Linked DNA regions of Mus musculus: all the other regions are linked to region 1. Evidence: chromatin contacts called from public Micro-C, capture Hi-C and promoter capture Hi-C data. All regions are on one chromosome and are shown on one strand. The core of a region is the stretch at or near the end of the contact, and the rest is flanking DNA. Distances in the headings are between cores, read along the strand shown.

What was found. Promoter capture Hi-C pulls out the DNA fragments that hold promoters and counts their contacts. A called contact is a pair of places that touch in the nucleus more often than the background predicts. Capture Hi-C pulls out chosen DNA fragments and counts their contacts.
Region 2: a contact with region 1 is called in a promoter capture Hi-C map of liver, with 3 times the contacts expected there. The contact joins the promoter of Cldn14 here to the promoter of Slc5a3 in region 1. A contact is called at or near these places in 2 of 39 promoter capture datasets (both in liver).
Region 3: a contact with region 1 is called in a promoter capture Hi-C map of liver, with 5 times the contacts expected there. The contact joins the promoter of Chaf1b here to the promoter of Slc5a3 in region 1. A contact is called at or near these places in 1 of 39 promoter capture datasets (liver) and 1 of 484 Hi-C or Micro-C datasets (B cells).
Region 4: a capture Hi-C map of macrophages shows a contact between it and region 1, with 6 times the contacts expected there. The contact joins the promoter of Cbr1 here to the promoter of Slc5a3 in region 1. A contact is called at or near these places in 6 of 39 promoter capture datasets (the C10 cell line, cranial neural crest, hippocampal neurons and 2 more), 1 of 484 Hi-C or Micro-C datasets (CD4 T cells), 2 of 115 datasets of contacts at active chromatin or transcription factors (astrocytes and embryonic forebrain) and 4 of 9 other capture datasets (adipose tissue, embryonic stem cells, liver and 1 more).
Region 5: a contact with region 1 is called in a promoter capture Hi-C map of pre-B cells, with 2.1 times the contacts expected there. The contact joins the promoter of Synj1 here to the promoter of Slc5a3 in region 1. A contact is called at or near these places in 2 of 39 promoter capture datasets (liver and pre-B cells).
Region 6: a contact with region 1 is called in a Micro-C map of embryonic stem cells, with 7 times the contacts expected there. The contact joins the promoter of Paxbp1 here to the promoter of Slc5a3 in region 1. A contact is called at or near these places in 1 of 39 promoter capture datasets (pre-B cells), 1 of 484 Hi-C or Micro-C datasets (embryonic stem cells) and 1 of 115 datasets of contacts at active chromatin or transcription factors (bone marrow-derived macrophages).

The regions. Positions count from the first base shown.
Region 1 is chr16:92,055,675-92,060,123 of GRCm38.p6, reverse strand. Slc5a3 (solute carrier family 5 (inositol transporters), member 3) reads right to left here and starts at 1,802. Exons shown (of 2, transcript NM_017391.3): 1 at 1,644-1,802. It overlaps Mrps6 (mitochondrial ribosomal protein S6), which reads right to left and starts at 1,788. Exons shown (of 3, transcript NM_080456.1): 1 at 1,644-1,788. The coding sequence starts at 1,688.
Region 2 is chr16:93,927,029-93,931,477 of GRCm38.p6, reverse strand. It overlaps Cldn14 (claudin 14), which reads left to right and starts at 1,911. Exons shown (of 2, transcript NM_001165925.1): 1 at 1,911-2,169. It overlaps Gm31012 (a long non-coding RNA gene), which reads right to left and starts at 2,136. Exons shown (of 2, transcript XR_385072.3): 1 at 1,774-2,136.
Region 3 is chr16:93,882,011-93,886,459 of GRCm38.p6, reverse strand. It overlaps Chaf1b (chromatin assembly factor 1, subunit B (p60)), which reads right to left and starts at 2,559. Exons shown (of 14, transcript NM_028083.4): 1 at 2,485-2,559; 2 at 1,839-1,994; 3 at 969-1,101. The coding sequence starts at 1,964.
Region 4 is chr16:93,605,842-93,610,290 of GRCm38.p6, reverse strand. It overlaps Cbr1 (carbonyl reductase 1), which reads right to left and starts at 2,454. Exons shown (of 3, transcript NM_007620.2): 1 at 2,037-2,454; 2 at 1,395-1,502; 3 at 1-496. The coding sequence starts at 2,325. The coding sequence ends at 60.
Region 5 is chr16:91,009,396-91,013,844 of GRCm38.p6, reverse strand. Synj1 (synaptojanin 1) reads left to right here and starts at 2,537. Exons shown (of 32, transcript NM_001164483.1): 1 at 2,537-2,752; 2 at 3,676-3,821. The coding sequence starts at 2,655. 4930404I05Rik (RIKEN cDNA 4930404I05 gene) reads right to left here and starts at 2,596. Exons shown (of 3, transcript NR_028368.1): 1 at 2,526-2,596.
Region 6 is chr16:91,041,690-91,046,138 of GRCm38.p6, reverse strand. Paxbp1 (PAX3 and PAX7 binding protein 1) reads left to right here and starts at 1,760. Exons shown (of 18, transcript NM_026110.2): 1 at 1,760-2,133; 2 at 3,458-3,586. The coding sequence starts at 1,785.

The DNA.
Region 1 (4,449 bases), core at 553-3,052:
ACATCTTTACTTGTTTACAACCTTCTCAAAGTCAGAACGAAAAACCGAGGGTTGTCATTTTATCTAGTTTCTTTGGGTCTGTAAGGATCTTCACACATCTTCCACACTATGTTTAAGCACCTCTCTTCCGTCTTCACTCTTCTCTAAGGTGCTTTGAACCTACCCTCAGGCCAAGATTTTGAGCAGGTTACACCCGACTTTTGAATCAGAGTGAACACATATTCACATCATGGTAAAATACATTTAGCCAGTGTACTGGGCAGCCATGCTAAGCAAGAGTCTCTCATTCAAAGGAGTGCAAAGGGTCACTGCTACCTCACACCTTGAGGGAATGAATCTTGGTGGTCACATTTTTTCAGTTTCTAACATTACCTAAAAAGTATAAAGGGAGGCTTAAGTAATTTCCATTTAATCAGAAACAGTCCCTTTTTAATACTTTCTCGACCCTGACCCCTCTGTTGTTCCTATTCTTTTAACTCTGTAAAACCCAATGAGGAAGGAAGGTAGATAAAGTATTACCCAGAGGTGAGACAATGTTCTCCCGGAGCCAGGGAGTCAGTAAGCTTGGGGGCACAAACTTCAGGACCATCAGGTGGCTCTGGTGTCCTTTCCAAGCCAACCCTGTACAAGGCACACCGAACAATCTCCTCCTGCTGCCTGACTGTTAGCTGTTCACCAGAGCCTAGCCCGTGACCCCTGGCTTAAGTTGATTCAAACTGAAGCCACTACTTGAAATTGACCCAAAGCCTACATGCCCAGGGCTAGAAGAAAGCTGCTTCCAAACGCTCAAAAAAAGGACAACGGTTGCTTTTGTTTTCTTTTAAACTGTACCTGCTAGGGAAGGAGAGTGCGTGAAAGCACACTACATTACCGAATTCTCTCAGAAGAATGGGGATTTCAGCGACGACTGACTGACTCAGAACATAGCTGCCTCCGCCGGCCGCCGACCCCAGTCCGTGACCCGGCTGCTGGTGGTTTATCATCCCTCCAAACCTGAAAGTCCCTACCTCCAGATCAATCAAAAGCTGGGGGAAGGCATGTCTTCGGAAACACAAGCAAGGCCACAACTTGGATGAATAAAACTGGGCTAAGGGCACCCGGAGCAGGATTTCCGCTGGAGTCAGAAAAAGAAAGGTCAAAAGATTTTTTTTTTCTTTTTGGTGTGATAGCGGTGACAAGTGCGTGGGTACACAGCCGGCACTGGCGGGCTTTGGAGGAAGGCTGTAACTGATCGCGGACGCTGAGGGCAGGCGATCGGGACCAGCGGCCGGCGGGGACGACGAGCAGCTTCTCGACGCGTGGGCGCAGAGCGGGGCTGGCCTGGGTTCTCGCGCGTGTGTCCTCCCGCAGTCCTTCCATCGGACTCCGGAGAGCCGGGGTCCGAGGCCCGCCCCGCCCCCTGCTCGGCACACCCCCTCCCGCGACCGCGCACACGCGCGGGCATACACACCCCCCGCCTCCCGCGCGCACGCGGCCGCGCCGAGCGCCTGACCCACGCGCCACCCCCCCACTTTGCGCCCGCGACCACCCGCGCACCGCGCGAGAGGACCCGGTGTCCAGCAGGCAGGACACGCGGGACTGGGAGGCCTAGAGGCGGCGGGGCGCGCCCGCGCGGGAACTCGGTCTGAGGGAAGGTCACTTACCCGCCGCATGGCTTTCAGAATCAAAGCCAACTCGTAGCGGGGCATCGCCCAGGTTGGCGGCGCCGAGTCCAGGAGAGCCGGGGTCGCGAGGGCGGGGACGCGGGGCGCAGAGGAAGACGAGAGAGGAACACGGCCGGTCAGCTCCCGGACGGCGAAAGCACCGTGCGACCCCGCGAGGCCGGGTTTAAAGGCTCCGGCAGCTGCGCAGACGGCTCGCCCCGCCCACCGAGAGCCCCGCCCACCCGGCACCGCCCCGCCCCTCTCCCGGAGGGCGCCTTGCACTTGCACCTCAACGGCTTCCTGCTTGCCCTCCCGGGCCGTGTCTGTGTCCCCCGAGCCTGCGGAGCGTGGACACGGTCTCGAGCAGCCCGTCGGAGGCCGTCTCCTCGCTCGGCACGCACCCGCTCCCCGCCGCCTCCGCGCCTACCAACCTTGGGCTCTGGAACCCGGTGGAACTTTCCAGGCCTCCCCGCCCACCCTCCCTTCCCGGGTGCTAGGCGAGCGAGTGCGCGTGCGCCGCGGTGCGGTGCGGTGCGATGCGGTCTGGCTGCTGTGTGCCCCTCGCCCGCGTCTCCAGGGAGGAAGGCGGGGTGCTAAGGAGTGACTGCTGCACCAAGCCGCAAAGAAACAAGCCTGGAACCGAAGGGCTATGTAGGCATTTGCTGTGTGTGCCTAGCCTGACCCAGAAGCAGGTTAATGCTTCGACTCTCGCCAGTTATTCTTTAAATATTATCCTTGCTTTTCTGGTAAAGGAAACTATGGATTCCCTGAAACACAGGAGTAAGGAGGGGCTTCGTAGAGGGTCCCAGGTCCAGCACTCCACAGCGCGCGCGCACACACACACACCCATACACGCACATATAGAGCTAACTCGGGACTCCCCTCCTTCTGCCCCTGCTCCTGTTTCTTAGCTCTGGAAGGCACTAATTCCGCTGCAATGGTTGTCTTCTGCTCCCACCTTACTCCAACTAAAAGGGTCTTTAAGTGAAATGTTCTTGTAACTTTAAAGTGCTCTAATAATAATTTACTAATAATTTACTGAGGGCTTACTGTCTGTAGCAGGCACGACACTGAGGCTGTTTGTTCTCACTTTAGCTCTGTGAAGCAAATCGTACTACTCGCCCTATTTTAGGTATTAGCAAACAGAAAAATGCAAGGATAATTTAATTAGTCCAAGGTCAAACACAAACGCGTGGAAAGAAAATTTTGTGTCCAGAATGTCTGAAGAATAGTTTCACTGCCTACACTTATGAACCTCACCCCGTCCCCCATCTTACAGGCCAAGATGTTGGTCTTACTCAGTGGCGTTGGACGTCTTTGTAAAGCACACATGGAGACTATCTTTGTCACCTCCTCCACAGACCAATCTCCACAGAAGATTATGGTTTTGAATACAACCTAGGATACCTGGTTTTTTTAACATTTTCATTAACATTTCAAGGTTTGTCCTGTGCCCTTCAACACAAACTACAAAACCACCTACTTAGCATCAGCCACACACCTGGTTGGTTGGATTGTTTTGTTTTGGTTGTTGTTGGGGGTCTTTTTAGTTTGTTTGTTTTGGTTGGTTGGTTGTTTTTTGTTTTTAAGCAGCATGCTACCAAAAAAAAAAAAAAAAAAAAAAAAAAAAAAAAAAAAAAAAAGACACAGAAGGAAGAAAGAATTTCTGGACATTGAGACGAGAATTCCAGATCTGTGTGACATCCCACTTAAACTGTCCTTCCTGTGGCCCAGTTTAGGAATGTGAAGATAAGAGTCTCACGTGGTTGAGCCAAGCCAAACACCAAGCAACACCCTGAGGTGACCAGCCTGGACTGCCTCCCGTTGGAAGCACCACAGCTTTTCCCTGATACCCAGGGACCAGTGAAGTCCTAGTTCTCTAGACAAATGGGGTGAGGAAATTAGCCTGACTGAACAATGCCTCAGGGCAGACAGCACCCCACAACCCTCCCAAGCTGTTGGCCACCCACAGACTCATCCCATTTCTTAACGTGGAAAAGAAATCAGCTATCCTAAGTCCCCCGCCCCTTTCAGAGTTTTAAATAAGTGGCTATGGCTTTGTTAATTTTATTGTTAAAATTAATGCTGATGCAAATTGAAATTTATCAAAAATAATTTTAAACTATTTATACTGTTGGGTAAGCATGTAGAATCATAAGCCATTTCTATAGTATTTAATTTATTGATCTTTAAAAAATATCTTTTAGGATCTTGGGAAAAAAGATCTAATACGGTAGATACGTAAGATTTTATTGGCCAGAGGTTTTGGCTAATTTTCAAGTAAAGCTTTCTGAGGAGTCATAGGAAGAGAGAGTAAAGGCAAAAGTTGAAATCCAAGGTGCTCTGGTCAGTTCATCCCCTTGCCATCTCATCTTCTACTACTGTATAAGGAGAGATTTGACCTTGAGCTTTTCACCATAATTCTCAAGATAGCTGACTATCGTCATCATCACCATCACCATCATCACCATCATCACCAGACCTAACATTCTGCCATTCATTGTGAGCCAGGAAGTGCTTTTCATGTATTAATATTCATTTCTGCCCAGGCCGTCACTACCACATGTCTCCAACAGTACCCAGACCTGCTCTACCCCTTTGTCTGTGTCTGCCCAGGCCGTCACTACAGGGTCTCCTCACCTGTCCAGGAGCAGTTTCCCAGGATCCTGGCTGCCATCTTTTTTTTTTTTAATATTTATTTATTTATTTATTTATTTATTTATTTATTATATGTAAGTACACTGTAGCTGTCTTCAGACACTCCAAAAGAGGGCATCAGATTTCGTTACGGATCGTTGTGAGCCAC
Region 2 (4,449 bases), core at 662-3,161, 1.9 Mb before region 1:
CAGACCTTGTTTGTAAGGAAGGAAGCCTTGGGTGAGGACAGCCAGACAAGATGGCTGGCACTAATAGCAGCTTCCTCCCGTGCATACACCTCATTAAGCACCATCCACGTGAGGCTGCTTAGATAATTATAAGGCCAGAGGCACACTTGGGGTGTGATGCTGGGTGTTAGCAGACATGTGTGTTGGAGAGCTAGCAATCAGGAGGCAGGGTGTGGAATCAGAGCAGCTGTAGCAGAAGGCCCACCCAGACCAGTCTTTGCAGGGAACCTGGCAGGCTGCTGTGCACTAGGTCTGCAGCAGGCTATGGGCGCTTCAGCCTGTGGGAGTTCACAGGCTGAGTGAGCCTTCCCAAAGCACCAGGCTTCCTGAGAAAGAAGAGGTCTGGATGGGCAGGTCTGTGACCTCCATGAGATCCAGCTGGAAAGCATTTTCTCAATTAGTGATCCAAGGGTGGAAGGCCCATGGTGGGTGGCGCCATCACTGGGCTGGTAGTCCATAAGAAAGCAAACTGAGCAAGCCAGGGGAAGCAAGCCAGTAAGAAACATCCCTCCATGGCCTCTGCATCAGCTCCTACTGCCTAACCTGCTTGAGTTCCAGTCCTGACTTCCTTGGTGATGAACAGCAACATGGAAGTGTAAGCCGAATAAACCCTTTCCTCCCCAACTTGCTTCTTGGTCATGATGTTTGTGCAGGAATAGAAACCCTTACTAAGACAAGGTCACTGCCAGAAGTTCACAGTCACGACCTTAAGCCCTAACGTGGCCCATTCTCCCAGGTTCTCCATTTGGCTCTTGGCCACAGGAAGAGCAGATGGGAGGAGGGTGTTTCCATTCATAACAGAGGGCACAGTATGCCTAGAACACCTTCCTCATGAGCATGGGTACGGACACCTAGCTACTGTCAACTCAATGCTTTTGGATCTCTTCTTTCATATTTATATATAAAATATGTGGCAAAACCTTGCCACACCGAGGACCAGCCGTCTCCACACGCCAAGCCTTGGTTCTCAGGGTGGCACCACCAGGAGCTGATAGGCAGGGCTTGATGAGAGGGGTTTTGTTGAGAGACATTCTCATGAAGAAGATTGTGAGACCCCTTTCCTTTCTGCACAACCATGCCCAGGGCCACCTGCCAACATAGTTTTCTACAGCGTCCCCTCTGAAGTTCCCGTGACTGCAGAGTGCCATGGGACACCTTGGTTCAGTGGCATAGAGGGCAAATGAAATCAACAGAAAGACAACTCAGTGGTTCTCAGCACACCCTGGCATCCCAAAAATCACACTCCAGACACCTGACGGACCTGCAGGCATTCCCGGCCAGGACAGGTCCCTGTGCCACTTTGAGGTCTCCAGGCCGCCATCTCCTACCTACTGAGAAGACTGTCTTCTCCTTTTGACTCTTATCTTCGACTCCTGTTACACCATCCCTCATTCAGTGCTACGACCCTTGACCTACTCAGCGTCATTTCCTACCTACAGACTGCAACAGAGTCATCCCTCAGCCATTATAGCAAAAATGGCCTGAAAGAGAAGTCGCTCCTTTCCCAGAATTCCCTCACAGCCCTCATCAGGATTGGGAAAGCAAATTGCTCAACAAGGAAAAAGTCCACAGCCACATGGGGCCAACCATCAGGTGGACGGCTCGGGGGATGCGTCCCTGTGGCCAGCAGCTGCGGCAAAGGAGTCTGGTGACCAATAGTCAACAGAGCCAGAGCAGGGAGGTCAGAAAAGGCTGACACAGAGCAGTGGGTAGGAGAGATGAGGTTTCACCTACCAGCCACAGGGACCCATTAGACGGCCGTGTGTAGATATCTCTGGCATTCTTGTTCCAAACGCAGATAGGACATTTCCGGTTGGTCTTGAAAGTTTGCCTCAGCAGGGCCACCTTGTAGGGCGCACTGGCTGGTTAATCTTCTAACCAGAGGGCATGTGTGCCCACGCAGGCCCGACTCAGAGACCGTAATTGACCAGACAACTCTCTCTCAAACACACTGGCCTTAGAGCTTCCATTCGGCGAATGAGGCAAAGCCAGAAGACTGTGGTGTCCTTGCTGTGTCTCCGTGGTCTACCTGAGAGCATCAAGGTGGATGGGACTGGAGCTGTTCTGTATGTGAGTGGAGTGGCTGCAGCCGGCAGGCATTTATCTCCAAAGCTGGGCCCTGCCTGTCAGGTGTGTGGGTGGTTGAGTTGAAAGGCAGGTCGGTGGCCTGGCGAAAGTGAACGTTCTCCAAGGGTCCTCGGTCCTGGGTGTGGAGGGGACCCTAAGACGTTGGGGGTAAAGGGCACCCAAGCTGCTGAGGACCTAGGGAGGGCAGGGATGTGGTCCTACAGTATCCGGGCAAAGCTCCCTCTTCGCTTTCTGGGTCTCAATTGAGAGCAAACATGAATGGAGATGCTTGGAGACTGTTTGTCACCTGGGGAGGTGCCATCATTGTCTCTGGCCGCTCTGACTCCTTGTGGGGAACCAGCGTGGTTCAGCACTGTTCATAACTTCTGCCTTGAGAGCATCCTCTTCCTCATGAGAACCTCAACCTAAGCCCCTGAGCCCCAAGCTCAACACAGCCACTTGGGAGGAGGGAATAAGAAGGAGATACGAGAGCTTGATTCCTCTATCTATCTATCCATCCACCCATCATCTCTCTCTCTCTCTCTCTCTGTGTGTGTGTGTGTGTGTGTGTGTGTGTGTGTGTATGATCATGTGTTTGAGTATTTCCCACCTTACTGTTTGAGACAGGCTCTCTCCTTAGCCTAGAGATCACCGGTTAGTGAGCTAGCTGACTAGAGAGTCCAGGGACCCAGCACCTCTCCAGTGCTGGGATTTTAAGCTCTGGCCACCATGCCTGCCTTTTGATGTGAGTTCTGGGCATCAAACTTGGGGCCCTTGAGTTTACACAGCAAACACTTTACTAACTGGGCCATCTCTCCAGTCTTTTGGCTGTCTTTTTTTTTTTTAAGATTTATTTTATGTATATGACTACACTGTCGCTGTACAGATGGTTGTGAGCCATCATGTGATTGCTGGGACCTCTGCTTGCTCCAGCCCCACTCGCTTTGGCCCAAAGATTTAGTTATTGTTATATGTAAATACACTGTAGCTGTCTTCAGACACACCAGAAGAGGGCGTCAGATCTCATTACGGATGGTTGTGAGCCACCATGTGGTTGATGGGATTTGAACTCAGGACCTCTGGAAGAGCAGTCGGTGATCTTACCTGCTGAGCCATCTCTCCAGCCCCTTAGCTGTCTCTTAATAAAGGTAAAAAATAGCACAAAGAGGGAAAAATCCTATGCAATTGTATTTAAAACCCTCAACTATCTTAAGCCCCATATCCTCAGCAGGAGCCATAGTAGTCCCAAGGCAGGACCCTGAGCAAAAGAGAAAGAGAATTGTGATTAGCATCTTGAGAGGGTCTCCAGACCTGGGAGATATTTGGGACCGAGAGGTTTAACTCTTATACTTCTGAAGGTCTAAATCTTTTTGGTCCTGGGTTTAGATTTGAAGTTGGCAAACTAGAGGGTCACCCATGATACCAGACCCAAGGTCTTTCTACCTGGATCTGAAACAGCCTGTGAGCTCAGAGCTTCTTTGTCCTTATCTATCGAAATGATCAAACCTCATCCCCGTGCTCCCTGAATCTTCCAGTGTGCTCTAAACTGGGCTTGCAGGTTTTTATTGTATTATCTCAGCATCTTACTCACAGCCGAGAAAGCCTCTGCCTCAGGGTGGTAATGTGAGTCACGGAGATGGAGCAGTTTGCCTGTGATCACTCAGGGTAGGAGGCAGTGCCCGTCTCTGCCCTTATCTGGATGCCTGTAATCCACCAATTGTAGAGGCTTACTGTATTTTACTTTCTTATCTGTGCAATGGGATCAATGTCTCATGAGACATCTTCAGGAACACACACACACACACACACACATACACACACATACACACATACACACATATACACACATATACACACACATACACACACACACACACACAGAAAGGAAAGGAAAGGAAAGGAAAGGAAAGGAAAGGAAAGGAAAGGAAAGGAAAGGAAAGGAAAGGAAAGGAAAGGAAAGGAAAGGAAAGGAAAGGAAAGGAAAGGAAAGGAAATCTTCCCTTGGGTGCCACGAGAATATCACTGTCCTGGCGACTTTTCTAGTTGCTGTGACCAAAGCAATTCAAGGGGAAAAAAAAACATTGAGGTTTGAGGCAGAAGAGCCATTGCAGCAGGGACATGAGACACATGGACACACGGACACACCCACAGTCAGAAGGAAGAGACTGACTGTGCTGCCCGCTCCCTTGCTCCTTTCCAGTCAGTCCGTGCTCCCAACCCCTGGGACAGTGCTCCCAATGTTGACTGTGAATCTTCCTCCCTCAGCTAACTCCCTCGAAGAAATATCCAGAACTTTCTTTCCAATGTTGGTTTCTGGGGCAAACTAGAGGGTCACCATGATAC
Region 3 (4,449 bases), core at 1,310-3,809, 1.8 Mb before region 1:
AACGCGATCCTTTTAGGCCAGTGAAGGAGGGAGCAGGAAATACAGACAAAAAGAGCTCACTCAAAGCTACCCGGAAGCCTAGCTACATACATAGCTCGTCAGGGAGCCTGCTAGAGATGAGATGGCTGGACAGATCAACACTCTTCATGAGCCGACTAAAGGGAGGTTTCGGTCTTCGAGGCTAAGGGACTTTGTAATGGGGAACTGCCCTAGGGCCACCTTATAGGAGACAGCCTATTGCCCCCTCAAAGCTGTTCCACTTACAACAAATATGTGAATGCATGCATGTGGTGTGCGTGTACAATGAATGCATGTACACAGACACTCACACCCCACATATTTTGGGCATTAGGGCGCAGAACGCAACTATTCCTCTTTTTCCAAACCAAAACTAAGGTTTGTTTTACTTTCTACTGTTGTCTAGAGTATTTAATGTACGGTATAAGGATTACTTTTTCTGTATTCTTTTATCTCATTTAAAAACAGGTGCACAATACAAATTAATCTACCCCAAACAGGCACAAATTCTAAACATTCCCGAAGCCCATTAATTACACAGAGGTTCAGTGCTGACTCTGACAACCAGACAAGCCCCTGGGATGCTGACAGATCTACCACACCCAACCAGCCTGCAGGCAACAAATGGAGAAAGAACTATTTTCAGATATATCTTCTGAGTTTAATGGGTGTCCTTCATCTTCCATCTCTGACACACTCCCAAAATGTTACCTGTTTAGTGAGCTGAAAGGCAGCCAGGGGAATAGATACAATAAGCTCAGATCTCACAGTCCTATTCTCTTTCCCTGAAAAGACTGTTACTATTTAGCCAGGCCTGGTCTTGAACTCTCAGTCCTCCTGTCTCAGCCTCCAACATGCTGTGATCACTGGTCCATGTCAACCCAGCTCAAATGTCATTATTAGACAGGAGATTCGTGTCAGGTTTAAGGATTAATAAGGACAATACTTACCATCTCCTCCAGATGCTAAAATCTCCCCAGTTGGAGAAAAGCGTACAACATTGACAGCTTTGGTGTGTCGAGCAAGATTGGAGAGAAATTCCACAATGGCTTTCCCATCTGGCCCCCTCTCCAACTTCCAGATCTGTCGACAGCAAAGCATACATTGCAGAAACACACTAGCCACCTCCTAACTCCCTTCCAGGAGACAACAACTTATCTTCTGGCAGAAAATGCAATTTCTTTTTTGAAACTTTGTAAATCAAAGGAAGTATTAGCAGAAATGCACACCATCAGTCCCCTTACCTGCTATTCCCCTCTTCCAGTTCTTTAGAGCAAATGGGCAAAGCACAGAGCACAGGAGCTAGGCTCAGTATTACTATTTTGAGACAAGGTCTCACCTAGCCCAGGCTGGACTCAAACTCACTACTGTTGAGAATCTCAAACTTCAGATCTGTACCGTATGGGTATTGGGGATACATGCCTGGCACCACAGAGCTCTTCCTAGTTTAGTATTCTAAAATACTGAGAACCCACTTGTAACAATGTAGCAAATAGCCGGGCCGTGGTGGCCCACGCCTTTATTCCCAGCACTTGGGAGTCAGAGGGTTCGAGGTCAGCCTGGTCTACAGAGTTCTAGGACAGCCAGGGCTACACAGAGAAACCCTGTCTTGAAACAACAAACAAAACAAACAAAAACAATGTAGCAAATGTTAAGAAAGCTAATCTTCTCAGCATTCCTTGCTTTCCCCAGGCCTCAGAACTTAGTACACTGGACTAGGTGGCAACCCGACTTGAGTTGCTGCCTTCAGTTTTAAACAAAGGAATGAAAACGTGAGCTCCGCGTAGAACCTCCCCGTATCCTCCCGCCTGTCCATTTACCCTGACGGCGGTGTCCACCCCCGCGGATGCCAGCCTGTGGATCTTCCAGGTTGCCCCATGCTGGAAGTCCAGGCTGTACACTGGCTCCTTGTTGTGCCAGGCGATTTCACACGTGATCACTTTCATCCTCCAGAGTTTCCGCCAGGCAAAGGGAGGCTGGAAACGTTAGCAAAGAGTTAAACAGCGACCCTGGAACATGAAGGGCGAGCCGGGGAAAGAGCACAGAAGCCATTAGCGACGCCGACGGCTCAGACACCTGCAATCTTCAGCTAAAATGCTCCCGCAGGTAGAGAGACTTCCACCAGTGTACGGTTCCGGAAGAGAAAGAAACCAAACACCCCAGACGGAGGCGAGGACGGGCAGCACAGAGCATCGTGTTGAGGTGGGGTCCCAGAGACCGGTACCGGAGTACTGGCTATCATCCCGGGGAGCAGCAAGGGAGGGAGTTCACGGGGAGGGGCGCGGGTCCGGGCGGCCCAACCCGGCCTGGCGGAAGGCGCGCGAGTCCCGGTCCCGGTGGGGACTGTGGTCTGGGACGAACTGCCTTCTGCCTGCGCCCGCGCTGAGATCAGAACTCACGGCCCCGGTGAGGAGCTGCAGCCCAACCCAGGTCAGAAGCGCGGAAGCCGGGTATCAGCAAACCTACCTGCAGTAACTCGGTCCACCCGGGGCCGCCACAGCCCGCAGCTTCCCGCGCGCCGCAGGCCACGCCTCCGGTCACGCCTCCTCGGGGCGGAGTTCCGGGGCGTCCCGCCTCCGCGTGGGCGGGGCTGTCACAAGACAAAGTCTCTGAATGGGAGGGTCCAGGGCATCCCTCCTCCCAGTGGCCAGCAATCTCCCGGCACCTTGGCTTCCGGTGGGCGGAGCTCTGGGCTCTTTTCTTTCTCGTGGGCGGGGCTGTCGCGGCTCGTGGCTCCTGTTGGGCGGGACTGGGAATCCCATTCCCGCGCCTCGGAGGAGTCCAGGCTCGTCCAGCTTTGACGTGCTAACCCGAGATGCAAGACGTCCTACCTACCACGCGTCAGTGTCACATGCTCATCGGACAGATCTTCCCGCCTGGAATTTACGGTCTAGAAAGAAAAGCGGGACTAGAGACGCAGGCAGCTGATTGCACGCTTAGCCAACAGCAGCGGTTCTGTCACCAGCCCCTGCCGGTGATCTCAGCACTCCAGAGGACCCTAAGAGGAAGGTTATCCTCAGCTACAGAGAGTTCCAGGCCAGCCTGAACTAAAGACTAAACAAAAAATATATAACATTTCTTATAGGGCAGATGGGAAACTTTGGGACTCATCTAATATAACCAAATAAGAGTGTCCCAGGCAGTGGATATTTGAGAGCTGTCCTGCCCCACCAAATATCTCAAAATGGCTCTGGAGTTTCAAAATGTCAATAAAACAGCAATGCCTTCGCCCTCTCTTAGCGATGTGACAGACGCCTAGAATGGTTGTTATGATGGTAATCCCAACACTCTGAAGGTGGAAATGGGAAGATGATCAGGAGTTCAAGGTCAACCTTAACTACACAGCAAGATTGAGGCCAGCCTCATGAATGTGTAGGAACTTCCATTCCAATTATGTAATGGTTAATTTATCCACCATGACCTTCTCAATAATGTCACATATTTTTTAAAGATTCTTGTCTCCTATGGTTTTGACTTCTTACAGGCCAGCATATGAAAGTTAAGGTTTTTTTTGTTTTTGTTTTTGTTTTTGTTTTTTTTTTTTTCCAAGACAGGGTTTCTCTGTACAGCCCTGGCTGTCCTGAAACTCATTCTGTAGACCAGGCTGGCCTCGAACTCAGAAATTCACCTGTCTCTGCCTCTCAAGTGTTGAGATTAAAGCCATACACCACCACTGCCCGGCGAAAGTTGGGTTTTTATAAAGAAATGATCTCAAGAGCTGGAGAGGACTCAGCATGTAAGAGCACTGGCTGCTTTGGTCAAGGCCCTGGGTTCAGTTTCCAGAACCCACATGGTGGATCATGACACAGTTCCAGTTAACCCAACACCCTTTTCTGACCTCCAAAAGCACCAGGCACACATATGGTGCACATGCATACATACTGTGATGGCTTGTATATGGTTTGCCCAAGGAGTGGCACTATTAGAAGGTGTGGCTTTGTTGGAGTAGGTGTGTCACTGTGGGTATGGGCTATAAGACCCTCATCCTAGCTGCCCGGAAGCCAGTCTTCTCCTAGCAGCCTTCAGATCAAGATGTGGAACCTTCAGCTCTGCCTGCACCATGCCTGCCTGGATGCTGCCATGCCTTGATGATAATGGACTGAAACTCTGAACCTGTCAGCCAGCCCCAATTAAATGTTGTCCTTATAAGAGTTGCCTTGATTATGGTGTCTCTTCATAGCAATTAAATCCTAAGACACATACATACAGGCAAAACTCACACACATAAAATTTAAAAATCTTTAAAAAAAAATTGGGCTGGTGAGATTACTCAGCCACTATCTTCTGAAGGTCCTGAGTTCAAATCCCAGCAACCACATGGTGGCTCACAACCACCCGTAATGAGATCTGATGCCCTCTGCTGGTACATCTGAAGTCAGCTACAGTGTTCTTATGTATAATAATAAATCTTTGTGCCAGAGCAGCAAGCAG
Region 4 (4,449 bases), core at 1,205-3,704, 1.5 Mb before region 1:
TAAATGTCCTTGGCCTTCATAAAGTCTGGATACAAGGGGGTGGGAGGTGAGAGTTGGGTTCACCATGGTTCAACTTTTTTATCTTGAACAAACTGCCCATGAGGCCCCTCTGCATCTGGAGGCAAAAGGGCCAAGTACACAGGGGTCTCTGCTCCTTCTTCTGGGCTTTTGGTGGCTTTTGGTCCTGCCATGTCGGTTCTGACCCACCCAGGGCAGCAGGCATTCAGAAGGATCTTGTCCCCTCTCCTCTGCTCATTAAGTTTCCTGGCAAGGATTCTGGACAGGACTGTCACCCCAATCTTGGTGACCCCATATGCACTATTAGGCCAACCTTCTTCCGCATGGACTCCTTTCTTTGTATCTTCCACAAACTTGTTCATGAGCCCCACCAGCTCCTCCTCTGTGATGGTCTCGCTTCGAAACTTCTGCTGCAGCTCCAGCCTGCAGTTTTTCAGGGCCCTGAGACTCACCATGCTGGACACATTCACCACTCTGCCTAAAAACACATCACCATGTACAAGAACAGCACTTTACATCTGGTGAGAATTGTATCAGAAAGATTTCATGTGAGACAGGGATGCACAGAACAGGAGTTAAGTAGCAGAGAATCTGGTTTTTTGCTTTTGAGGTTTGTGTGAGCAGAGAAGCCAGATGACCGTGAGATCTGGTCCAGAGGGGAAGACAGGAGAGAGGACAGGAGTTCTGAGAGAGCCATACTTAGTCAACTCTATACCAGAGACTCACATTTTCAAAGTGGCTCCCTCATCATTACTGGTGTGTTTAATGACTGGTCATTCACGTGCTATTCAAAGACTTGTGGTATGAGAGCAGTTCATGAGAAATGTAATGTGATAGTTTGTTTTTCCAGAAAGGTTTCTCATGTTGATGGAGCACTAACATGAGCTCGGAATAAGGAAGGGTGAGATTATAGAGTCTTGTGAGCCCTGCTAAAGGCCTGATTTTCTTCCTGAAGGATTTTAGGAGGGGCTGAGTGCTGTAGAGAGGCAAAGAAGTCCTGCTCCAGAAAGGTGGTTTCCTCAGAGGGTTTGTAGGGTTCATCTTGACAGCTGAGAGCTGCTGTGGAGCTGGGCTGAGGGATGTAGTTGGGTACAATCTTAGCACTTGTGGGGACAGGCCATTGTGGCCAGTGGGATGTCAGTATGTATGCAAAATATTTCAGACATAATTGGAGTCCTAAAGCCCCTAATGGGTGAGGAGGTGGAAGAAGTGGATGCTGGAATCTTATCTGAAGATTAAGAAGAGCTGCGTATGCAAAGAGAAAGTCAATGGCCACAAAAGAATTGAGATCAAAGGTCTGAGCAGTGCCTCACAGTGGCAGAGAGGCTGTGCAGTAGGGAGAGGAGCTGAGCCCGGAAGTCACCTGGCAGACTCACCTTGGGGTTTTATTAGAGGGAGCAGCTCCTTGCAGACATCTCGGGTACCAAAAAAGTTCGTTTTCATTGTCACCTCTGCTTGAATGTGGAAGGGGGTGTCGTCATTGACTTTCGGGGGGGGGGGGGGGAGAAGAGAACCGAGTTAGCGGAGTGGAAATGTAAAGACCTAAGTAAGCTAGAGCTTTAGAGATCCACTTGCAAGTACAGTCTTGTTTACATACAGCTCTGCATCACTGTCCATCTGACAATTTTCTATTGTGCTTGAAAGACACCACCACCACTGGGGGTGGCTAGGTGAAGTTTGTATATATCAGGATCTTAAGGAAACACCGTTTCCCTCTGTCTCTTTCTCTCTCCTCAATCTCTTGCTTATTTCAGTATCAGATATAGTTCCACTTAAGTATCGCCAAGTCCAATTCAATTACTCAACAACTGGGTGAGGGAAACCTAGAAATGATGGCGAACATTGAGGCTCTGCTTTCCTGCAGCCCCTACTACCCTGTCCTGTTTCTCCCAGGGGATCTGTTTCAGAGTCCTACAGCATAGTGCTCCTGGTCCTAGTAATGATCCCAGAGAGGCACAGCCCACCTTGCCACCAGGCTCTGGGGAAGCCACCTTCCATCTCCACACCCAATGGCTTACCCTTGAAGGCGATGCCTGCGTTGTTGACCAGCACGTCCAGGCCTCCGTATTCCTTGAGCAGAAAGTCGCGCAGTGCGCGAATGCTCTGCGGGTTGTCGATGTCCAGCTGGTGGAAGCGTGGGCTCAGGCCCTCCGCCTGCAGCTTTTGCACTGCCGTTTGGCCCCGCTCCTCGTCCCGCGCCGCGAGCACCACGTCCCCGGAGAATTTCCGACACAGGTCACGAGTGATCGCGAATCCGATTCCTTTGTTAGCACCGGTCACCAGCGCCACGGGTCTGCTGGAAGACATGGCTGCGTGAGAAGGGAGGCCGTCGGAGACCAAGGAACTTGGCGCAAACTCTGCCTCTCGAGGCTGCTGGAGAGTGGTTCAAGACCGGTTCACTGGCGGACTGAAATTGGCGTCGACAATGTCGCACCTAGCACGCATGCGCAGTTTAAGCCCCCTCCCTACGGGGGGCGTGGCTGGTGGGGGGTGTGTTTGTTGTTTAGTGTGGATTTTAAAGTTGCCTCTTGTCAAATTGCTGTGTATTTAGGAAATGGCTCACCTTACCTGAACTCCGTTTTTTTTTTTTTGTTTTTTGTTTTTTTTTTAAATAAAAGTTTACCATGCAACGAAAGGTGTCAGGTTGTCTGTTATCTCAGATTATGCATTATGCAGTTGGGGGTTACATACCAGCCAGGAAAAAAACCGGCCAGGTCAAATGACTGACATCTCAGGCTTTTTCCTGAAGGCGTGTTGAAGCCAGCTGCCAGGCAAGACTGCAGGAGAAGGCGAGAGAGAGAGAGAGAGAGAGAGAGAGAGAGAGAGAGGGAGGGAGGGAGGGAGGGAGGGAGGGAGGGAGGGAGGGAGGGAGGGAGGGAGGGAGGGAGGGAGGGAGAGAGAGAGAGAGAGAGAGAGAGAGAGAGAGAGAGAGAGAGAGAGAGAGAGAGAGAGAGAGAGAGAAACACAGCTTTGCACCTGGAAATCATGCATTCAGCTTGCCCACGGGTCTAGGTCTTCCTCATTACTTGTATGAATTTTTCACTGTTTTCCCCAACTTGCAAATTGGACCTCTGTACGTTTTCTTTCTGGTGTTTAAAAAAAATAACATAAAGCTGCCACTTAAGTTGTAGGAACTTGAATTGTAGGACAAACTGGGAGATTATGATGAGGAATCGCAATTTGTGTTGAATTCACCTCTTAGGACACCAAAGCAAAGCTATTGGGGTAATCTTTGGGCAGGAAACATTCCTTACTAGCCTGTGGTATCCCTTTAGATACTTCTAATTGCTTTGTCTTACCTGGATGTTTGTATTGAGTGTACAGATGTGTACAGGGCCTTCAGGGGATGCTGCTCTTCTGTGCACCACAATGCACCCTTTTAGTCCCTTTTTAAGATGACATGATGCCATATGCTCGCAAAATGACATTTGGTTCAGTCGTGGGAAACAGATTTCGTCACTGGTTCCTAACACCCTGGCTATAGGGATCTCCAGGTCAAGTTTCGTTTCCTCTCCATTCAGTAGGTTGCTATTAGAAACAAGTGGCCATTTAGATTAAAATAAGACATTTTAGTTATACTGACCCCACAGGAAGACCTCTCTGTGTGTATGAAGGTCATTGTATTAGGAATACAGTAAAATAAAGGAGACAGGTATAAGATTTCCATTTCAAAATATTCTACTGCCTCATATACATTGCTTGTAAATTGCCGTTCAAAGTAAGCTCCTAGTCAATTGCTTAAGAAACCTGAATAATCCAAAAAAAAAAATGCTGCCCAGGGTGGGATGGCTCAGCAAGTGAGGGCAAGGACCTTGGTCACCCAGCAGCCTGAGTTCAATCCTTGGAACCCATGTAACCACAGGAAGCAAGAACGGTGTATGCGTGTTCTGATTGAACCCATGTCTGCGTACCATGTGCCATGCCCAGAGGGCAGAAGAGGGCACCGGGCATCAGATCCCACAGACTGGAGTCACACGAGGTTGTGAGCTGCCGAAAGTATAGTAAAACACCACGTATCCACAGCAAGACAAGCTTCCAGTTCTGTTCAGACTCCTCTTTTGTGACCTCAGGTAAATTTATTCATTCTGTATGATTTCCTTGGCATTTTAGGTTTTGTGTCCATCACAGTCAAGGCATAAAAGGATCTTGTTGGTCTTGCTTGAGCAAACACCCCTCCAGTGTCCTCGGCGCTCAGCAGTGTCACATAGATGTGGTCACACCTTGCATGGTCTGGATACCTGCTCTGTCATCCAGGATAATTTAGCTGTTTATGGTTTGCTCTTTTATATATCAGTGACTATTTGGTCTGCAATCTCCATACCCCCAGGGACTTTCTTCTGTTGCTGGAGTGAGACAGATGTTCATTGAATTATTTCAGTACAAAAGCCACGCAGGGGTAGTTCGTGGTGTATAAGGAACCTTGAGGGCAGT
Region 5 (4,449 bases), core at 1,288-3,787, 1.0 Mb after region 1:
TTTTTTTGTCATTGTTGTTGTTATTAATCTTTCTTGGCTCCTAAGGGAAATTAAATTTCAGAGCACTCATTCTCATGAATTAAAACAAACACAAATATGTATTTGGGCCTTAAACTGTTTCCAAGCCCATCAGTATAAAACCACTCTTCCTATATCCAGCTTTAGTAATTGTTTGGATAAGCTCCAACTGCCTATGCTAACACTTAGGAACAGGCTTGGACACTGTCCTAGGAGTCTGATGCAAGGTGAATGGAGACCAGAACTGCATATAGAAAGTGCTCGTTATGTCTCGACGAGGTTGTCACTCCTGAATGAGTAAAGAGCACTAAATATGGAATTCTCAGCTGCCATAACACTGGTATTTACTAGCTGAGTGTCTTAGAACAGCTACTCTCTTGAGTGCTTAAGGCCAAAAACTGGAAATAACTGTCACTGGAATCATGTATCTTATAAAGGTTCTCAGCTCAACGTATAGATTCTAGTGGTTTCTGGTGCACCTGGGTTTGTCATAATTCTCCATTCTACCATTTGTCTTCATGCCCCTACATGGGGACCTGATTCCCCTCTGCCTCCTTTGTAACAAACGGTACCTGTGATTTCGTCTCGGTCTCTTGTATAACCACAACAGTCTACCAGATATCCAAAACTTTTTTAGACTCGGGTCACCCAGTCATCTGTCGTTTGCTAGCGACAAGAATCAGGGTATGAGCATTCTGACAGCCTCACCATTGCTCAGTTCCAGTCAGCACAATTGGCTTCTTTGCAAAGCTTTAGACTGTGCCTATATATTTTGAGTTAGTCTACTATAGACACTGGTTTGCTAAAACGTGCAGCTACTTGGATATGTTGTAACAATAATAAATAGAAAAGGGACAATAAGGAATGTTCAAAGGTCACTAGTATGCTTTTCAAATCTTGGGTTTATTTTATAATTAAAAATGTATTTTGAAAGGACTTGGGAAAGCTAAGACCTACCACTGCTGCTTTAGCTTAATTTGAAGAAAGACATTATAACAGAAGCTTGGACCTCCGCTTTCTTAGTTCAGGATACCAAGAATAGGCAGAAGGCTGGCTTTAGAAAGCGCTTAGTGCCATGATTTCCACCTTGACAAAGAGTTTTTGGTGTAGTTTCACAGGGATTCTTGGTGTGAAAAGAATGATGGGGTAAGCAAGTTTGATTACAGCTCCACTTGGGGTAATTTCAGTTGTCATAAAAAGGTTCATCCCTAGGGCTGGGGATGCCCCCCAGCTTGTAGAATGCCTGCCTGGTACGCATGAAGCTTTGGGTTCAGTCTGTCACCACGTAAACCAGGTATGGTTGGCACACTAGCCTGGGCTCTGTGCTACTTTGTCTCAAAAAACAAAAGCTACCTCCAAAGTACTACAATTCAGTGGCCAGCTCTCCTGAACCCGTTTTTGTCGGTGCATGTCATATACAGTCATCACACTTAAGAAAAATCCCACTCTCAAACATCCCTGTTTTATTTAAAGGACTGTCCCCACCTGAAATGGACACTTCTTGGGAGGGAAAAATGGCTAACCACAATTCACAGCAAGCAATTGTTATTATAAGCTTGTGGTTACTGTAACCACAACAAAAAAGTAAAAGTTGTTCTTAGGAGACTAAGTGAAAAGATCTAAGAACTGAATCCAAGTGTGTATCTCCTTGGCTGGAGGTGGCTTCTCTTGTGTTTAGTTTGCTTTTAATATTTTAAAACTAGGGTGGATTTGTCTTCTCTAAAATAGAGAAGCGTTGAGTCACATGACAGCATGTTAGAGGAAATGTTTTTATGCAATACGTCATATTTAAATTGTGCTTTTGGGAAGAAAGTAAAAAGGGGAAGAGGCTAGGGGAAAGCAAAGGCAAATGGAACATGATTGCCGTGCTCCTTGGATTCTCAATTCCTCTCTAAAGCCCCAGGGACTACAATGTCCTCCCATTTTTGTCTCTGAAGTATAGGCAGAATAATTCTGCTGGACACAAGTTTTAGACATAATGTCTCGTTTAAAAAGATAGTTTGAAACAGTGTGATGCCCTTAGTTATAAAATTCCACGGCTGGCAAATCGACAGTGACAGCCATGTTTTGTTTGACTGCCTGGAGTTTCTGGTTGCTGGCTTCCCCCACTCTCCACTGCATTCGGTTGAGCACTCTTCCATCGCCCCTGGAGCTCGGAGAACACACTGAAACAGCCAGGGAACAGCCTCCTGCTGCCTCCCTGACGACAGACACCATGGACAGCTCTTCGAGCGCCACCCAGCCGGCGCGGGGTGCACACCGTCCCCCGCCTCGCACTCGCCCATCGCCCATCAGGTCTGCGGAGGCGGCAGGGGGTGGTCCTGATGCCCGACTCGAGCACGAATCAACACGGGCTCCCCCAGCTCTTTCCTGAAGTCCCTCCCTGTCGCCCGCGGGGAGGGCAGAGCTACAGGGCTCCACGCGAGGAGGACGGACCCTCCCTCTGCCGGCTCCCCTGGCCGTGCCACCTTCCCACTCCCGGGGCGACGGAGGCTCGCTTCACGGACCCAGGACGCGGCGGCCGCAGGAACCCGGTGACCAGTAAGCGCCCTGCTCGGCAGCACGGTCCCGCGTGGGCGGAAACGGCTCCGCCCTTTCACCCTAAGGGGCGGGCCTTCCGCCTGGGCAGCGGCGCAATGCGGAAGAGCTGGACCTGCTGGAGCGGAAGTGACGCTTCGGGCGGCTGTAGCGGCGGAGGCTGCGGGAGAAGGAGGAGGAGGAGCCGGAGGAAGAGGTGAGGCAGCGGGCGGGAGGGCGGGGGGCGGGGAGCGGCCCGGGCTCTACCCAGGGGCAGCCGGCCGGCCGGGTGGACGCTTCCTGAGCGGTGGCGGCCGTCGCAGCCGGGTCGCAAGCGGTGAGAGGCGGCCGAGGGCCGAGGGCGGCGGGTTGTGTGGAGACCCCGGGGCTGCGGGTGGCTTGCCGTGACAGCGGCTGTCACCCAGCGGGCGGGAAAGGACCCCGTCGGCACAGGCTCCCGGGTATCTCTGGCGGTGCGTAATGGAGGCGCTGAAGCGCCCGGTGCCTCAGTTCCCCCCGGCTCCCCGGGATCTCGTTGAGTGGCGGTGGGATCCATTCGTCACGGTGAGCTTCGTGACTGGGCAGGAGGCGGCAGTCACCTGTGTGGCTTTCCCTGCCCTTCGCCGCCGCCCTGGAGAGTCCGCGGTGTGATAATCCCGTCCCTCTCCGGCCCCCTCAGGAGCTTTGAATCAGCCTGATTAACCTTCCCTCCCATCCCCTTGCCCATTCCGCCTAGGGATCGGCTTGAAGTTTCCCCATCAGTTCCCTTCCCGTAGTGACAGATCGTGAAGCAGGAAGCCGATAAACAACCCCAACTGAAAATACGCTACAGATTTTCCCTTTGGGGAAACATAAATTAAATGGGAAATCCACCTTATCCAAATCAGGACCGACGGTGCTAAAAACCCCTGCCTTGTCCTGCCGTATCTTGAGAACTGGACGCGTTTCCTTTTGCCTTTTGGTTAAGAAAAAAAAAAAAAAAGGTGACGCCTTATCTTTTGGAATAAACCGTTCACCCCTGAGCTCTCTTTTTCTCTACCCCCAACCCCCATCAAACTTGTCAGTGAGGGACCTCAGGAGGACGCCTAGCAGTCCTTGCAGCAGAAGGAAACCTCAGGTGCATTGACTTGGTTTCCACAGGGCTGCCTCTGAAGAAAGGAGAATGGCGTTCAGCAAAGGATTTCGAATCTACCACAAATTGGATCCCCCACCGTTCAGCCTCATAGTGGAAACTAGGCATAAGGAAGAATGTCTCATGTTCGAGTCTGGGGCTGTGGCTGTGCTCTGTAAGTCACGTGTTTTCACCTGCCCGATTCTGATCTCTGTTTTGGTTGTAACTCGCGAGTTCAACAGTTTATAAAAAAAAGGTTCTTGAGAACCTTCTCCCTGAATTTGATCTTCTGAGCTTTAGCGTACGGGTTTGTGCTTTGGCTTAATTTGAATGAAGCCTTATTTTCTGTAAACTGAGATAGCTTAGGGTTTTTATTGGGGTGATGGTGGTGCAGGGCGGTGCAGATTTTGCTGCTGGGAGTTTGTTTTCCATCTGTTCTGCTTCTAGAAGTTTATCTTTTTGTAAAATGGTGTTGCAATTTTGTCTTTATCACATTAACCCAATAAGACAGCTTGCATCTCCTGTTATACCCAGAATTTTGTTAGTCAGATTTAATAGGAATGGTATGATCTGTGCATCATACATCAAACCCTTATTTGTTTATTTATTTATTCAGGTGTCCCTTGTGCTCATGTGTGGTATTGGTGGGTCAGATTCAGGGCTTCAGTCACTCTAGGCAAGTGCTGACCATCCGCTTCTCCAGCCTAAGCTTTTATATCTTTAATAAGAATTGCAGACAGCTCCTAAAATATTTCATGTGACATATGTGCTTGATTTCATATTATTGAAAAATGACCTTTATT
Region 6 (4,449 bases), core at 511-3,010, 1.0 Mb after region 1:
GAGGTTTGGGGATTTTTTTTTTTTTAAAGACATGTTCTCCTTTATCTTAGGCAGGTCTCCAACCAGAGGGCTGGGATTACTTCAATTAACTAGATATTTTTAATGATTTTGTTGTATTGTTTATGTATATTTGCCCACATGCTTTGTACGTGAACTATGTGTGTGCTGCCACACAAGGAAGCCAGAGAGGGTTTTAGGATCTCCTGGAACTGCAGTTAGTCATAGTTGTAAGCTGCCATACTAGGTGCTGAAAACCAAATCTAGGTCCTCTGCAGGAGCGGCAAAGTGCTCCTAACTGCTGTGCTGTCCAGCACCTTTTTACAGATGATGTGTAAACACCATGCTTTTAGCCTGCATTCAGGACACGTCCTGCTGGGCACTACAGGCATGCTGAGACCAGAAGGGGGCGCCAGATTCCCAGGAACTGGAGTTTTGAGGAGCCCTGAGGGTGTGGGTACTGGGACTGCAGCCAGGGTCCTCTGGTTCGAAACTGCAATATTCACCTCTCCAATCCCGTTCTTTTGGCGGGTTTTGAAACATGTAAATAATTTCACAAACACTTCTACCCACGCATCCTGATATGCTCGAGAGAAAGAAAAGATTCAACTTTGGTTATGAACTGGGTAACCTGTGTGTTAGCTCAACCTCATGCAATCTTTTTGTTTGTTTGTTTGTTTGTTTCTCGAGACAGGGTTTCTCTGTATAGCTCTGGCTATCCTGGAACTCACTTTGTAGACCAGGCTGGCCTCGAACTCCCGAAATCCGCCTGCCTCTGCCTCCCGAGTGCTGGGATTAAAGGTGCGCGCCACCACCGCCCGGCTCATGCAATCTCTTTAAGGCCGCCAAGGTTCAGATTTGCCCTCTGTGATATAGTCTGAAAATAAGACAAATCTTCCTTCCGCTTGTTTCAGAAATTCACTATGCTTCGTAAAATAGTTAAAATAGTTGCTACCTAACTTGGCTTTCTTACCAAGCCACCCGAAAACACCTCGCTCTCCTGGGAATGGCTGCGGCAGCAGGGAGATGTATCATCTCTGGTTCTGTCTTCCCCAGACAGTGAGGGTTTCCCTACATAGCCTTGGCCATTCTGGAGTTCCTTATGTACATCAGGCCGGCACCGAACTCAGAGATCGCCTTGCCTCCACCTCCCCAGTGCTGCTGGGATTTAACGTGTGTGCTCCCACGCCTTTGAGAGTGTTTGCGTTGATAAAGCTGTAGAGATGGCAAGTATTAATGGAGTTTCTGATCTGTAGACGATATCTGCTAGCATCGCCTCGCGTTATTAAGAGGCATATTAACCATGGAGATGCACTTTCCCTTCCCAAGCTCAAGTCAACTGACTCGTCCCTCCGCTTCTCCCCGGCCTCCCGCCTCTGTTTACCCTGCAGGCACTGAGTGGGAGGGAGGCTGCCACACGTAACGGCTCCGTATAAGCGCGGAAGACGCATTGCAGCAACACGCTCCGAGACGACAGACTACACTCGCTCCTCTCATCTCGATGATCCTCTTTGTGACCTTTGGAACAACACTGGAGTCGGAGGGTACCATGCCAACAGTCCCCCGCGCCGCTAGAGGGCAGTGCAAAGAGACTCCGCCCAAGTAGTGGGGCGCGAGGAGAGCCCAGGCGCATGCGCAATCGAGGCGGCGCGATAGCTAGCCAGAGCCGCGACGACCCGGCTGGTGGGGGGGAACTCTTGCGACTGCGCGTGCGTGGCGGTGGTCTCCGCGCTCCCTCGTCCTCTCAGTCAGCGAGCGGCTGTGAGAGCGCGGTGACGGCGGCTGGGATGTTCCGAAAGGCCCGGCGGGTGAACGTGCGCAAGCGGAACGACTCGGAGGAGGAGGAGCGGGAGCGCGATGAGGAGCAGGAGCCGCCACCGTTGCTGCCCCCGCCGGCCTCGGGAGAAGAGCCCGGCCCTGGCGGCGGCGACCGGGCCCCCGCGGGGGAGTCGCTCCTGGGCCCGGGGCCGCTGCCGCCGCCGCCCTCCGCGCACCACCCGGGCCTCGGCGCTGAGGCCGGGGGCGGCATCTCCGGCGGCGCGGAGCCCGGCAATGGGCTGAAGCCGCGCAAGAGGCCTCGCGAGAACAAAGAGGTGCCCAGGGCCAGCCTGCTCAGCTTCCAAGACGAGGAGGAAGGTAAGCCCCGGCCCGGCCCACGCGGACCCCAAGCCCGTGCTCGCCCGGGCGCCGCGCCCCTTTCCCCACCTCCGGCCTCCGGATCTGCCTGGGGTTGTGTTCCCGCGCTGCCACCAGCCAAGTCTACGGCCTGTGCAGTCCCTCCTCCGGCTGTCAGAGCCCTGATCAGCCATCCTGAGTGGAGGAGAAGGCTCGATGCTCCGTGGACCCGTTTCCTACCTTGCGAGTTGCAGGCAGCCTGAGTCTCTTGGTTAACTGCCTGCTCTTAGTCGTCTGCAGGCCTCTGTACCTGCGGCTTGTTGGCGTCTCGGTTTAGGCCTCCTTGATTAAGAAGGCCGGATTGTTAAAGAGGAGGACCGAAACCAGGGCTGGGAACAATTCTGGGGCTGCAGCCCTGGCTCCCGGTGACCTTGATCCAATCGCTCCCTTGCTGTTGTCCAGTCTCGGTTTCTCTGTAGAAGTAAATGGGAGGAGCAGATGTCCGCTGTGGCATTGGCTCTTGAAGCAGAAGAGGGACCAGGCTGCAGGGGATTTCGATTTTACTTGTACCTCAACATCATGTTAGGAAAAATTGGATGATTTTCGAAGGTCTTGCGTCATGCTTTCGTGATTCTAGAAAGATGGGTGAATTATCTTTGACCTCTCTGGAATTTTGTTTGAAGGAGATACAGACCAGGTTTTGCATTGTTTGAAATGTCTTGTTCTTGACTTGGATTTTCAAATTAAAGATGAGGGCTAAGTCACTCGAAACTTAGTTTTGCAAAATGATTTACTCTAGGCATAATTTTGAAATAACTGTTATTGTGACCAGAGTTATTCAGACTTGGCAGAATAACTTTGGGGTGTATTGTTTTAGGTTTCTTGACTTAATGTTTTAAGGAAGCATTCTAAATACTTTTTTATCCTGAGATGGGTGAAATATGCCAAAATTTAACAATTTTGAAGTTCCTTGGGTTACTCACTAAAATTTTCATTTAGTTTCTGGAATTGATACTATTTTTTGTTTGTTTTAATTATGTTTTGTTGAAACAGAGCCTCTATACTATAGCCCTGGCTGATCTGGAACTCACTCTGTAGTCTAGGCTGAACTCAAATTCAGAGAGCTGCCTGCCTTTGGCTGCCCAGCTCTGGGATCCCAGGCATTTGCTGCCAAGCCTGGCAATACCCATTTTTGAGTCTGCAATAGATTGCAATAAACTTCAGATTTTGTAATGACTTGTGTGTGTGAAAATATGCTGGCAGAATGAAAACAGCACAAAGGCACGAGGAAGGGAGAGCACTTTCTGAGTTGGTGTCTTACAGACTTCATTCTGTTTCTCTTAAGAAAATGAAGAAGTGTTCAAAGTAAAGAAATCAAGTTACAGCAAAAAGATAGTTAAATTGCTTAAGAAAGAATATAAAGAAGACCTTGAAAAATCAAAGATCAAGACAGAACTCAACACAGCAGCTGACAGTAAGTATCAGATAATTCTTTCAAGTGAGAGAAGATAGCAGTTCCTTCCCACAGGGCTTTGCAGTATATATTGTGAACTCTTTCTACTAACCAATGTCCACATTAAGTTTGCAATACTGTTCTATAATTTTTCTCACACATTAAAAAAAAAAGATGGATTGTTGCTTCTGAATTCTTGCTAATATAGAGACTGTTGTATGGAAAAGGAAGAGAGATTTCCTGTTTGAGCCATAAAGACAGATTATTCTATTTAAAATTTTTATACTGCTGTTTCACAGAGACAGACTTGAGTTCCTCTGGTAGTATTTCCATATTGAAAATAGCTCTTACAGAACGCGTAAGAAGTTGATGTTGGTAATACCAGTACTCAGCAGCCTTATTTGATACTAAGAGGCCAGGGACATTGTCCTCTCAAAACTCAAGTTTAAAACTTTCCCTCTACTTTTTCTGGAGGCAAACATTCTATCAATAAACCAGTCCCAAAGTTTAAAGTGTTTCAAGCAGTTACTTTACATGGTTGTTGTTTGCATTCATTATAACTGGTTACTCTCATACAGATGTTTCAGAGAGATCTTTATTCCAAAGGCTTAAAGAGAGTATTTCCCAGGTTCTCAGCTACAGGCATGGCTTGAATAAGAATACTGTTATATCTCAAGTTTACAGTGTAGCAATGGAGAGTGTTACATAAATATTCAACAGAAGTGTTAGCAGACAGTCTGGCCTGTAGGTCAAAGGTTAACTACACATTTTTAGAAAAAAGGGGACAGCTTTGTAGAAAAGTAGGATGTGAAGCTAGATCATAGATTGGAATTCCCAAAACAGGAGAAAGTGTGGGAATACCACCAAGGAGCAAGTACATTTGA